2 separate regions of the Danio rerio genome follow, and region 1 is linked to region 2. A link is a contact called in public Micro-C data. All regions are on one chromosome and are shown on one strand. Each heading gives the region's core, a stretch centred on a gene start, on an enhancer-like site or on the middle of the called end of the contact. The rest is flanking DNA. Distances are from core to core; before and after follow the strand shown.

Evidence for each region. Hi-C and Micro-C count contacts between places; a contact is called where the count stands out from the background.
Region 1: a Micro-C map of caudal fin shows a contact between it and region 2, with 19 times the contacts expected there. The contact joins the promoter of pappab here to the enhancer-like site in region 2. A contact is called at or near these places in 2 of 18 Hi-C or Micro-C datasets (caudal fin and an unstated tissue) and 2 of 4 datasets of contacts at active chromatin or transcription factors (caudal fin and embryo).

Annotation. Positions count from the first base shown.
Region 1 is chr5:70,037,868-70,044,922 of GRCz12tu, forward strand. It overlaps pappab (pregnancy-associated plasma protein A, pappalysin 1b), which reads right to left and starts at 1,330. Exons shown (of 22, transcript NM_001278808.1): 1 at 800-1,330. The coding sequence starts at 1,181.
Region 2 is chr5:69,806,174-69,813,008 of GRCz12tu, forward strand. It overlaps LOC141385661 (a long non-coding RNA gene), which reads left to right. Exons shown (of 4, transcript XR_012406476.1): 1 at 1-882; 2 at 996-1,160; 3 at 1,368-1,971; 4 at 2,028-3,705. Among named protein-coding and RNA genes, the nearest start is that of rgs3b, 120 kb to the left of the region's middle. Within about 2 kb of position 4,333, at least 11 of the 62 cell types and tissues checked have an H3K27ac peak or open chromatin away from gene starts, as enhancers often do.

The DNA of each region.
Region 1 (7,055 bases), core at 80-2,579, 230 kb after region 2:
GTGCGTAAGTAGAGATTTTTCAAGAAAAAAAAAAAAAAACAGATGAACAGATTTTGTTATTCGATTGTAAACTGTAAGCGATTCGAGTGTCAAATACAAAGTTAAATATATGTGTAATTATAAACATGCCTGCGTGTTTGACTAAAGATAAGCAAGCACCCGCTGTGGTTTGCTGTATATGGTGTATAGTAGCCTATGTAGTGCAGAGCAGTGTGCGTAACGAGCACAGTAGCCTGTGCATCAAAGAGATGACGTATTTGTTTAAGCGATTTCTGACACAGACACTTAATCGTACAGCATCACAGAGACAAACCCACAGACGATCGTGATTCCTCTCGCAGCACTTTTTAACATGAAATAATTAAATAATAATAATAAAATACTTAATTTAATTCCTTAAATGCCAGACTTTAACATAAAACCCCATAATCAGCGAGTCCAGTTGTTTTACTCCAAAATACAACGAACCGTGCAAGCATTTTTAACTAAAAAGGCGGGTGATGTTAAAACTACCCAAAGTTGCGTGGAAATAACCTGCCAGCCGCATGCAAAACCCACGAGATTTTTGTTTTGCAAGTAAACAACATGAGCAAAGACGCATCTCTTTATCTATTACAGCAGTGAAGTGTGCAAGAATGATCTCATAAATAGTGAAAGTGTTATAAAGAAGTGTTAGTGGCAAGTGTTTATGCACACTGGAGGTGATTTATGAAACATGCTGCAGTTAAACACTATTAAAAAAGAGAAAATATTTCTGCGGTGAACATAATAATGCAAGTCATAATTAAGCAAACCAAACCTCCGATAACAGCTGGAGAGCGTTGCCCACCCTCGGGTTTTATCCACATTTCCAGGGTGAAATTAGCCCTTGGCACCTCTGCATTGGGTTTCAGACGCAGTTGGTCTCCTCGACCGGTAAAGTAAACAGCCCTCCGCCGACCTGGGCTGCTTTCCCCCGCCTGTGACAGCTGAGGGGAGCGCCGATCTATCCCGGGAAGTGAGCGTTTGCCCCGAGGCAGGCGTGTGGCACAGGCTCCTGGGAAGGTACTTCTGGCTTCCCTGATGCGTACCAAGTCTCTTTTAGACCTTACAATTCGCCGTGGAGTCCCACACTCTGATCCCAAGCACACGAGAAAAAGCAAAAGGCATAAGAGCCAAGTGCAAATGGGCAAAAGTTTCATTTTCAAGTGGAGAGAAGAGATTTTTTTGGTCAATGGATGAGGGGGATTTGAGGATTGCAAAATACTAAATAGCGCTCGTCTTTGGAGATCTTTCCCGGTCTTTTGCTTTTACAAAAGCCTGTCAAGACGCGTATTCAACACCAACCAAGACGGCAATGCTGTCTTATTTTTTCCTTTATAATGTTAAGCCACGACCCCCTTTCCTTGCCCCTTTCAAAGACACTTCAACACAGATTGAGGGGGGAAAGGAATATGTTAATTCATCCAAGTGCTCCACCTTCCCAATTGAATGGATCCCATTAAACTGCAGGGATGACTGAGTAATCAATCAGTGTGGAGAGGTCAAAATCATTTCCCTTTCACTTTTTCGTCTTCATGCGCATTTCGGATAAACTTGTTTCTCAAACATACATGTCACAGGCACAACTCTGCGCGGGTATGTGAGCCCGGCGTGCTTTCTTTTTTTTATTCGCCTACATTAAAGTTGAAGCGCCTCATGATATTCCCGGTCTCTAACCGAACAGTCCGAGTGCAATGAAAACACATTATGACGCTACTTGTTTCAGGTAACTCGTCGTTACGTCACACTGTTTTTGTTTGGCATATAGAGAGCGAGCAGGCGGGTGGATTTCTGTCAGGAGCCGCAGGTACAGTAAACCTGCTCGCTGTTTTGTTTCTCAGTGCGTATCTGAACCGGGACGGTGTTTTGATTTTGCGCACCGCTGCGTTGAGAACCCTCTAGCGGCTGCGTAATGAACTCTCCATAAAACCCACAAGAAAAACAAGAAACAAAAACAAAATATGGTCAGGCACGTTAAATATTTTTATTGTTCTTTCCTTTGTCTTCAACGAGCCATTAATGTGAGCAGCGCTGGCTGGAGAAGCAGACTGACAGAAAGCCAAACAAACACAAGCTGCTGATGGACGAGTACAGTATGATCTCAATGAGCAATGAGCTAGATCTCAAGAAAAAGATGCTTTTTTGTGGGAATCATAAAAATGAAGGAATCATGACTTTAACAATAAAAAAGGCAAACGCTAACATCAATCCAAAATTAAAAAGGGGGAAAGAAAACAAGAAGAACAGACTTTTTTTTTCTTTATGAGCATGACTTTTCGATGCGTCGAAATCCAATATTTTTACTGTGTGTTTGGTTTATGATCTCCAATTCCATAATTAAATATGTATCTAAACAACTTCATAAACGACATCATCCTTTCAGGATTAACACTGATTGATTTCTATTTTAATTGCTTCCTTGTTGCATACCTAAAAGCACAATCATCCCATAACAAAGCATTTTAGCAAATGTACTCACAATCATCACAGATAAGTGAACGTTTTCTAGTGTAGAATGAAATTTTTTTTTTTTTGGCTAAAACCATGGTTCTAGATCAGGGGTGCCTAAGGTAGGGCCTGCGGGCCAAAGTTGGCCCATGGTAACCTTTGGTTTGGCCTGTCATATTATCCTTGAATGATAGGAAGTTGGTTGGGGCGAATGCCTTTGAAAGAGATTGTCATTTCCACGTAGCCTTTTGTTTATTTGTTTAATTAAGGAGCTACAAAAAGCCAACTAAAATTAAATTCTTTAAATGAATCAGACTTTTAAAATGAAAATACTTTCACTAGACAGATGCACAAGACATCGGCGAGCAAATCAAGGCAATGGCAGGAGCAGCTCGACTAGTGTATTCACCATTGATCTCTATTGTGTTATAAAGGGGATTGTTTATGTTTTATTATAATAAGTTCGTAAGAAAATGTCAAAAATTATACTGCATCATTAATTAATGTTTTAAAGCAACATTTTCTAGTCATTTTTAAATGTTAGCAAATAAATTAGGAAATTACAAATGGCAAATTTAATGTAATACAGTTTGATAATTCAACTTCAGCTCACAGCCCTCAATTAAGTTTGATTTTTGGCCCTTTATAAAAAAGTTTGGGCACCCCTTTACTAGATGATCAAATCAATCGTTGTTGGAGTAAAAAAAAGCATATAGCCAAAAAATTTTTTAAATAGCTCCTGCCTGTACATTATTTAATTTACTTAGCCTTGGCAGACATTCCTAAGTTGAATAATGTGCTTCACAAGACCTCAATATATCATCAGCAGCCTAACTATAATTAATTTTATTTTGTCGGTGTGTTTTTTGACTCTCAAATCGCCAGTAGTTGCAGCTAAAAAACTATTTAAAGTTCAACTGAATTGAAAAAGTTTAATAAAGGGAGAGTTCAGCTAAAAGTGGTTCCAAACATTTATGAATTCCTGTTGAACACAAAGAAGATATTTTGAAGAAAGCTGAAAACCTGTAACCATTCACTTCCATAGTAGGAAAAACAAATACTATGGAAATCAATGGTTACAGATTTTCAGCTTTCTTCAAAATATGGTCCACTGTGTTCAAAAGGAGAAAGAAAGTCAAAGAAGTTTGGAAAAGATAAAGAGTGAGTAAATGACAGATTTTTCAGTTTTAGGTGAACTATCCCTTTATCAGCCGTTTTTTTAATTTCACGGTGAACTATTTCTTTAAGAACAAGGATAAATGTGAATAAATGAACAAGAGATATAACAGAATAAATATTCAAAACAAAAAAAGCATAAATGAATCATACAAAAAACACATATTTGTGAAACATTACTCCTGAAAATAAATCCTAGAACTATTTTCAGTTTTCCTTAAGAACCTTTATTTAACAACATCAAATAATTCCTTTCTCTTTAAAAGGAAAGTTTCATGAAGTTTATCGTTTCTTCAAGGAACCACTGATGCCAGTAAAGAAGCTCTATTTTTAGGAGCGATCCCTTAAATGATTGCACAGCTTAAAATATAAATGATAAATGAACAAAATATCTAACAGAATAAATATCTTAAACACAAAATATCTTATAAAAGCACATATTTGTGAAACATCACTCCTGAAACTAATGAAGTTTAAAGTTTCGTTAAGGAATAACTGATGCTTATAAAGTAGTTGTATAAGAGCGATCCCTTAAATGACTGCACAGCTTAAAAGTTCACCTAAAAACATTACATTTACTCATTATTCACTCTCCTTCAAGTGGTTCCAAATCTTTATGAATTTCTTTTTTTGTTGAGCACAAAAGAAGATAATTCGAAGAAAAACCTGTAACCATTCACTTCCACAGGAAAAACAAATACTATAGAAGTCAATGGTTACAGATTTTTAGCTTTCTTCAAAATATCTTCGACAGTTTTTAAAAGGGGGAAGTCAAACACATTTGGAAAAGATAAAGGGTGAGTAAATGACAGAATTTTCTGTTTTAGGTGAACTATCCCTTTATCAGCCATTTATTTCATTTTGGGGTGAACTATTCATTTAAAGATAAGGATAAATGTGGATAAATGAACAAAACATATCACAGAATAAATAAAACAAAAAATTAACCGTAGAACTATTTACGGTTCCCCATAAGAACCTTTTTTAACAACATCAAATAATTTCTTTCTCTTTATTAAATGGAAAAAAATTTCATGAAGTTTAAAGTTTCTTCGAGGAACCACTGATGCCAGAACAGGCTTTTACAAAACTGTTTTGTGTACAGCTGCATTGTGATGCTAAAATATCACAAGTGTATTGTGATACTCTTGGTGCACTTTTTGTAAAATAAAATGTGTACATTTAAGACCTGTATAATGTCATTACTTGTTAGTTGAACTACAAATATTATGTTCAGTTTAATTGAAGAAAATGTGGAAACCGATTGCATGTAGTTTCTTTAGTTGAGATTACTTATAATGGTGGATTAAAACAATGTTGAGACAACTGAGGAACCGAAAATAGTTCTACAGTAAATTTTCAGATGTGATGTTTCACAAGTATGTGCATTTTGTAAGATATTTTTTGTTTTAGATATTTATTCTGTGATATGTTTTGTTTGTTTATCCACATTTATCCTTGTCCTGAGGTGAATAGTTCACCTCGAAATGAAATAAACCTAAAACTTAAAATTCCATCATTTACTCACTCTTTAACTTTTACAAACTGCTTTGACTTTCTCTTTTTGAAAACTGTGGACGATATTTTGAAGAAAGCTAAAAATCTGTAACCATTGACTTCCACAGTATTTGTTTTTCCTATAATGGAAGTGAATGGTTACAGGTTTTCAACTTTCTTCAAATTATCTTGTTTTGCGTTCAACCTTATTTTGTGTTTTATAGTAAGATCACTTTATTAACTCTATTTAACTGATACTGTTATGGCATGTTTGGTTAGCTTAAATGCTAGTAGTCTCAACGTTGTTTTAATCCACCATTACAAGTAATCTCAACTAAAGAAACTATGTGCAATCGGTTTCCACATTTTCTTCAATTAAACTGAACATAACATCTGAAGTTCAACTAACAAGTAATGACATTATACAGGTCTTAAATGTGCAGATTTTATTTTACTAAAAAAGCAGAGTGTCACTATATACTGGTAATTTTTTAGCATCACAATAGAGCTGTACACAAAACAGTTTTGTAAAAGCCTGTTCTGGCATCAGTGGTTCCTCGAAGAAACTTTAAACTTCATGAAAACTTTCCATTTAATAAAGAGAAAAAAATTATTTGATGTTGTTAAAATAGAACAGAAATTAGTTCTACAGTTTATTTTCAGATATGATGTTTCACAAGTATGTGCATTTTCTAAGATATTTTTAGATTTTTATTCTGTGATGTTTGTTAGTTTGTTAGTTGTAGTTTGTTTATCCACATTTATCCTTGTTCTCAGGTGAATAGTTCACCTCGAAATGAAATAAATGGCTAATAAAGTAATAGTACATGAAACTTAAAATTCCATCATTTACTCACTCTTTATCTTTTACAAACCGCTTTGACTTTCTCTTTTTGAAAACTGTGGACGATATTTTGAAGAAAGCTAAAAATCTGTAACCATTGACTTCCATAGTATTTGTTTTTCCTATAATGGAAGTGAATGGTTACATATAAATGTTTGATAAAGGGATAGTTCACCTAAAACTTAAAATTCCATCATTTACTCACCCTTGATCTTTTCCAAATCTCTTTGACTGGAAACTGTGGACAAAATTTCTGAAGAAAGCTAAAAATCTGTAACCATTGACTTCCATAGTATTTGTTCTTCCAACCGTGGAAGTGAATGGTTACATGTTTTCAGCATTCTTCAAATTATCTTCTTTTATGTTCAACAGAGAAAAAAACTCATGATGGTTTAAAACCACTTGAGGTAGAGTAAATGTAGTTTTTAGGTGAACTATTATTTTAAGCTCTGCAGTCATTTAAGCGATCGCTCTTAAGTGGTTCCTTTTAAAATCATATAGTAGTTGTCACAAGCCGTATGTATTCAGATCTGTCACTCATTATATTATTCATCAATGCTGCACTCTTTCTAAAATTAAAGAGATAGTTCGTCCTGCAATCATTTACTTTTCCGTCTCTTGTTCCAAACTTGTTTGAGTTTTTTCTGTTGAACCGAAAGGAAGAAGTTTTGAAGAATGTTGAAAGAATCTTCTTTCTAACAGAAGTAAGGAACTCAAACAGGTTTGGAGCAAGTTAAGAAAGAACAAATGATTGCAGGATGAACTATCTCTTTAAATTTATTAAGAATACAGCACTGATGAATAATATAATGAGGGACAGATCTGAATACATACGGCACGTGACGACTGCTATATGATTATAAAAGCATTTCCAGCAAGAGATTGCTTTCTGTGAATGTCAGCAGCAGAGGGAGCCTGGAAAATGACTGAATGCACTTCTTCCATGGTCTGCTCCTGATCGCAGTGTTCTGGTTATCACAGCTGCAGAGGGACTCCTTGCAAACACGTGACGTCAATACTGCTGAATATCAATGGGCATTGGTGCTAAAGGACCAGCGGGAAACCTGGG
Region 2 (6,835 bases), core at 3,083-5,582:
AACCATCAACACTTTAAAATTTTTAACATTCATAAGGTTAAGATTTTTTAAGTTTATATATAAAAAAAAGTAATTGAATATTGAAAATAATATATATACTAATTGTCCTATTAGGTAAATGTCCATTTATAAACTTTGACACCGTCGAGGTAGAATGTAAATGTTGTTGTAAAATGGCTTTAAAGATATTTGTGAACTTGTAAATATATATTACATTGGAAAATGCGTAAAAACTTGCTGGATAAGTTGGTGGTTCATTCCGCGGTGGCGATTCCGGATTAATAAAGGGACTAAGCCGACAAGAAAATGAATGAATGAATGAATGAATGAAAATTAAAGGCTGATGGCTGATTTTTATTTGTATGTTTTTGTTTCTTTAAACGCAACTATTAACTATCCTCTGTGGGTTATGAATAAACTATGGTAATTCAAATAGTTTAATAACATTTATTTGAGTTTTGGAAATCACCAAGCGACCCCTTGTCAATGTCCCGCGACCCCCACTTTAAGAACCACTGTTTTAGGGTAATGGGTTATTTAGCAATTTTTAGGAATGTAGAACTCCCCGACATTATTGAAAAAGAATGTTAAGATGTGTATATTGTAGATCCTAATGAATAAGGCAGTCAGTAGGAGAGCTGCTGTCCTCCAGACTGTGTGCAGTGATGTTGAGTGAACACAAGTGAGTCAGAGGCTCGTTAATGAGCTGCAGGTGAAGGAAGAGCTCAGAGGGTCACATGATGACGCACATCATCCAGATGCTGAACACTGTGGAAAAGCATGCTTCAGGGATGTAAATGGGCTGGGCTTACTGAAATATGTACTTTTAAATAAAATGCATAACTAAAAATAACCAAATTAACCATTTTAGCTTTTAGAATGGTATGAAAACATTTTTATAAATAAAAAATATACCTAATATATATATTTATATATATATATACACATACATACATACAAAGTATACCTAATATATGTTAATTGTTTTTAAAAAGCTCAACAGTTAGATATTTAAAAATAAAACTCGATTTGAATAATCGTAAAATTTTCTAAATATTACTGAAGGGGCTCAGTGGTTAGCACTGTCACCTCACAGCAAGAAAGTCGCTAGGTTGAGTCCCAGCTAGGCCAGTTATCATTTCTGTGTGGAGTTTGCAATAGTATCTGCATGCAGCCTTTATGATGCAAGCTGAGACTGCATCACTCAGCGATGCAATGTCAGACACAATGCACTCAAATGGAGCTAGTGACGTCACTTTGACGGGTAGGGTTAGGGGTGGATTTAGGTGAGCCCATTAAAAAGCATTGGTGCAGCCCAGATTGCACTGCACCACGTCTGCATCCAGACCCCTCTCGGAGTTTGCAAGTTCTCACCGTGTTGCTTGGGTTTCGTCCGGGTGCTCCGTTTTCCCCACAGTCCAACAACATGTGGTATAGGTGAATTGAATAAACAAAATTGGCCGCTCTGTGTGTGTGTGTGTGTGTGTGTGCATGTTAGAATTTATGGGTGTTTTCCTGTACTGGGTTGCAGCTGGAAGGTTATCTGCTGTGTAAAACATATGCTGGAAGAGTTGTCGGTTCATTGTGCTGTGGTGACCCCTGATGAATAAACGGACTAAGCCGAAGGAAGATGAGTGAATGAATTTAAATAAAAAATAAAAACTTAAATTTGCATAAAATATACAAATGAAAATGATATAATAAACATAAAATATACCTCAAATGTACAGCTAAACAGATGTTAAATTAAAAATAATCCTAAAATGTTTTAAAATATGTTCTTTAAAAAAGAAAACACACACACACACACATTACATATATTACGTAACATTACATTAATTTAAACAAATTTTGTGTAAAAAAAAAAAATGGGGGCGTCATGGTGGTGCAGTGGGTAGCACACAGCCTCACAGCAAGAAGGTTGCTGGTTCGAGCCCCGGGTGGGTCAGTTGGCATTTTTGTGTGGAGTTTGCATGTTCTCCTTATGTTTGTGTGGGTTTCCCTGGGGTGCTCTGGTTCCCCCACAGTCCAAAAACTTGTGGTATAGGTTAATTGGGTAGGCTAAATTGTCCATAGTGTATGTGTGTGAATGAGTGTGTATGGATGTTTCCCAGAGATGGGTTGTAGCTTAAAGGGCATCCGCTGCGTAAAACATGTTGGGTAAGTTGGCGGTTCATTCTGCTGTAGTAACCCCAGATTAATAAATGGACTAAGAAAATGAATGAATGAATGAATGAATGGTATAAAATGCACGGATACACAGTCCAAATAGTGATTGTCAGCAACAATTAGTGGTGCATTTTTATTAAATAATAATTCTAATGCAATTAAATAATTAAATAAGCAAATATAATGTATAAACCTTTTTCAAAAAGTAAACTAGAAAATTCCTATAAAATAAAAATAAAATGTACTAATAGATATTTTCTTCTATATTGCCTAAGTTTAAATTCTGCCTGTTACTAAAATTAAACTTAAGAAGGAAAAACACATTTAACAAAGTGAATAAAAATCCACACCTAAAAAGTTGTTCAATTAAAAATGATATATGAAGAGTTCAGATGCAAAACCCTCTAAATCTATCAGACCTCTTTTCTTGTAAATCAGCATTTTCTACCAGGCTCCTCTGCTTAGGTTCAGTTGTTTCATTTTATATGTAATGACAAGGTTATTAGCTGGTAAATATAGTAGCTTTTATAAATGTTATAAATGCTTTTTTATAAATGTCACTATAGAGAATTCTTTGTTTTTTAACTAGGTAGATTTTCTTTTGCATCAAAACCAGCTAAATCCATGTGTGTGTGTTTTGTTTTTTGCAAAAACCTCTTAATCCACGTATTAGGACAAGACAGTTTAATTGAAAATCACTGAAGATGCAATTAGAAATTATTTTACCAAACATAAGACAAATGCACAAACCACCTAAAATTAAAAATACATAAATCTGTCAAGTAAGTGGCAGTTCATTCTGCGGTGGTGACCCCTGATAAATCAGGGACCAAGCTGGAGGAAAGTGATTAAATTAAATCTGTCAAGTAAGTTCATTAGGTCTGTAACATTTAAATTGACATTAACAAAATCTTAATGATCTATTGTCATTTCTGATATTTAGGATGTACATTTAATGTAAGTAGAACAATGTAAACATTGCAAACATTGTAAACTAAACTTGTTAGATTAAAATAATTTAGTGTAAAATGCAAAACATTCAGATAAAAAAACAAACACTTTTTAAGTTTGTAAACGTTAAAATAAAGTGAATAAAAACATATTCCCCTTGCCCACAGCGATCCTAACATGCTATGTGCAAAATGCAAATACTATAAAAATATTATCAATTCAAATATTTCGGTATTCTGCTGCAAGTAGAACAGAGCAAAACATTGTGAAACATCATTATCCGTGCAATGCTGTTTGACAGAGCAAGGACATTTTCACAGTATGTCTGATAATATTTTTTCTTCTGGAGAAAGTCTTATTTGTTTTATTTCCGCTAGAATAAAAACAGTTATTAATTTTTTATACACCATTTTAAGGACAAAATTATTAGCCCATTTAAGCTAATTTTTTTTCGATAGTCTACAGAACAAACTATTATGTTTAGAAATGTGTTGAAAAAATCTCTCCATTAAACAGAAGTTGGGGGGAAAAATAAACAAGGGAATATAATTCATAGGGTGCTAATAATTCTGACTTTAACTGTATATTATTATTATTATTATTATTACTATTATTATCATTGTTATTATTATTATTATTATTAATTAATTAATTAATTAAGCATGCGATTAATAACATAAAAACTATTGGGTTACATTGTCAAAATTTCCTATTTGTTCACGTTTTTAAACTTGACAATTTAGTCAATTAAGAAAACCTGCAATCTTTTAAATGAATGAATTAATGCATTTTTGTGCTTTTTTAAAAATATATATTTTTAACCACATCATACACATTTGTTACAAAGAGTGTCACATTTTACAGAGAAGTAAAGCATCGAATAAGCACATACAAGAGAAAAAAATAACGAAAAAATAATAATATAAAATCATGTGTTAAGAAAATGAAAAAAAAGCAATAGTTGTGCTGTTGTACTGTTGAATATCCTTTTCAAAAACAATAAAACAAGGTGTCCGTTGAGAGAATTTACAGCATATGTAATTTAGCTAGGAATAAATTAACATTGAGCACGGTGGTATTAAATAGTTGACGTCACATATTTGAGATTTTCAAAATGCTTCAGTTGAAATTCTTTACAGTATACGTCTATGCACGGTTGTCACCCGTAGATGGCGCTGCAACCCCACTGCTGGGCTGCTTTGGAGCTGTGTTTGGGAGCGTCTGAGCAAACAGTCTGCATGTGGACAGATAGAGGGATGTTCGGGAAATCATGGGGATGTGTTTCTGGAGAGTGTGGAGGGAATGTGAGGACAGCGGTCGCCCTTCATCAGCTCCTGGCTTATTCGCAAACATCAATACAACCTCGAGTTTCTCCGAAAAGAGCTCTAGTACACCTGTAATGACGCAGAAAGCCAAACGCCCCCCGAAAAATTATGACAACAAACAGATTTTTCAGCGCGAAAACTATCAGTCTGAGGTTTTTGGACGTCGAGGTGTTTGTATTCACTGTAAATGAGGGATGAAGAAATGTACAAACTCCTGCATGTGTTTAGAGGTACAAGCGCAGTGTTTTGTTTTTGTCGGGTTTATTTATATTTATATTATATATTTTTTATTTTGTTATTTAACGCTATGTAAACAACAAGCTGTGACGGAGAGAAACATGAAATTTGGACCAAATGTTTTTTATAGGCACAGATTCCTTGGCTCGTAATCTAGACATCCCCCATACCTGCATTTATATCTAACTGGAAAAGTGTTTTTCTTTTCTTTTCTTTTCATTTCTTTTTTCGTTGCCAAACTGCACTTTTTTCTTCTTTTCACCAGATTTGCACCAGATTTAGCATCTGAGTGTCAGTGTAAACAAATCTCAACTATATGCAATATAGGTTCCAGACACCAATAAAAAAATAGTTATTTTGTTAAGCTGCATAATTAAAAATAGCATAACTAATGAAAATTTACACCAGCGATTGGTGGAATCACAACATAATATAATCAGAATGTTAACATTAAATTAGCAGTTATGGAACAATTAAGTTAGTGTAAAAATGTGTTATCAAGGTAAAATGTGGGAAAGAAAGTGTAATTATTGAAAAAAGAAAGAGACACAACCTATATTTAAAGGGATAGTTCATTCCCAAAATAATGATAATAATAATAAAAGGTATTTACTCAACTCTATGTAATATAGGTGACTTTTTTTCTACAGTAAAACTTTAAAGAAGATGTTTAGCAGAAACAGCGGCCCTTGGTGATGAATTAACTTTTAAAGTCAAAACAACACAGTCACTGGTTCCAGTCCCGGCTGGGCCAGTTGCCATTTCTGTGTGGAGTTGCTTCGGTTTTCCCCAAAGACCTGCAATATAGGTGAATTGGAGGAACTAAATTGGCCATAGTGGATGAGTGTGTGTTTGTGAATATCAGTGTGTTTCCCAGTATGGTTTGTGGCTGTAAGGGCATCCGCTGCATAAAACATATGCCGGAACAATTGGCAGTTCATTCCTCTGTGGGGACCCCTGAAAAATAAGGAACCAAACCGAAAGAAAATGAATGAATACATGTCCCTGTTTATATCTCAAGAGAAAACATGACTATTTTGAGAATTGTTAGAAAATGGCATTATTCCTTAAAACTTCATATGACGTAATCACATGAAAACCAATGATTTTTAAAAATTTGCGTGTCCCATAACTCCACCCTAACCATAGTCCTTATAGGTGAATGAGCGTCTCATACTAAATGTACGAATGAGTACAAATTGATATTAATCAACCAATAAATCAAAAAGATACGAATTGCCGTTAAGATTGTGTTGTTATATCGCACATTTTTTTTCTTGCGTCTTGACATCAACAGTAACAATAATTTAAACCAGTGGTCAGGAACGTTTTTTCAGCAAAGAGCCATTTCTGATTTTTTTTTGGCAAATGCATTTTTTAAAGAGCCATTGGGGGTGTACACAGCGATCCTAACATGCTATGTGCAAAATGCAAATACTATAAAAATATTATCAATTCAAATATTTTTTTCAATAGTCTACAGAATAAACCATCGTTATACAATAACTTGCCTAATTACCCTAACCTGTCTAGTTAACCTAACTAACCTTTTTAAGCCTTTAAAAGTCACTTAAAGCTGTATGGAAGTGTCTTAAAAAATATCTAGTCAAATATTATTTACTGTCATCATGGCAAAGATAAAATAAATCAGTAATTAGAAATTAGTTATTAAAACTATTATGTTTAGAAATGTGTTGAAAAAATCGTTTCCCTGTTACAGAGAATTTGGGGAAAAAAATAAGCAGGGGGCTAATAATTCAGGGGGGCTAATAATTCTGACTAATAATTGTTTGTCCTTCATTGGTGTCATGATTCAAGTTTATCCAGAGCTCTGCACATGCTAATCGTACTTTTATTAACTAAGTTATATATATATAAAAAAAATATATATTATTTTAATAAGAAACTGATTTCGGGCGACAGAGTGGTGCAGTAGGTAGTGCTGTCGCCTCACAGCAAGAAGGTCGCTGGTTCAAACCTCGGCTCAGTTGGCGTTTCTGTGTGGGGTTTGCATGTTCTCCCTGCGTTTGTGTGGGTTTCCTCCGGGCGTTCTGGTTTCCCCCACAGTCCAAAGACATGCGGTACAGGTGAAATGGGTAGGCTAAATTGTCTGAATGTCTGCAGTGTATGAGTGTGCGTGTGTGTGGATGTTT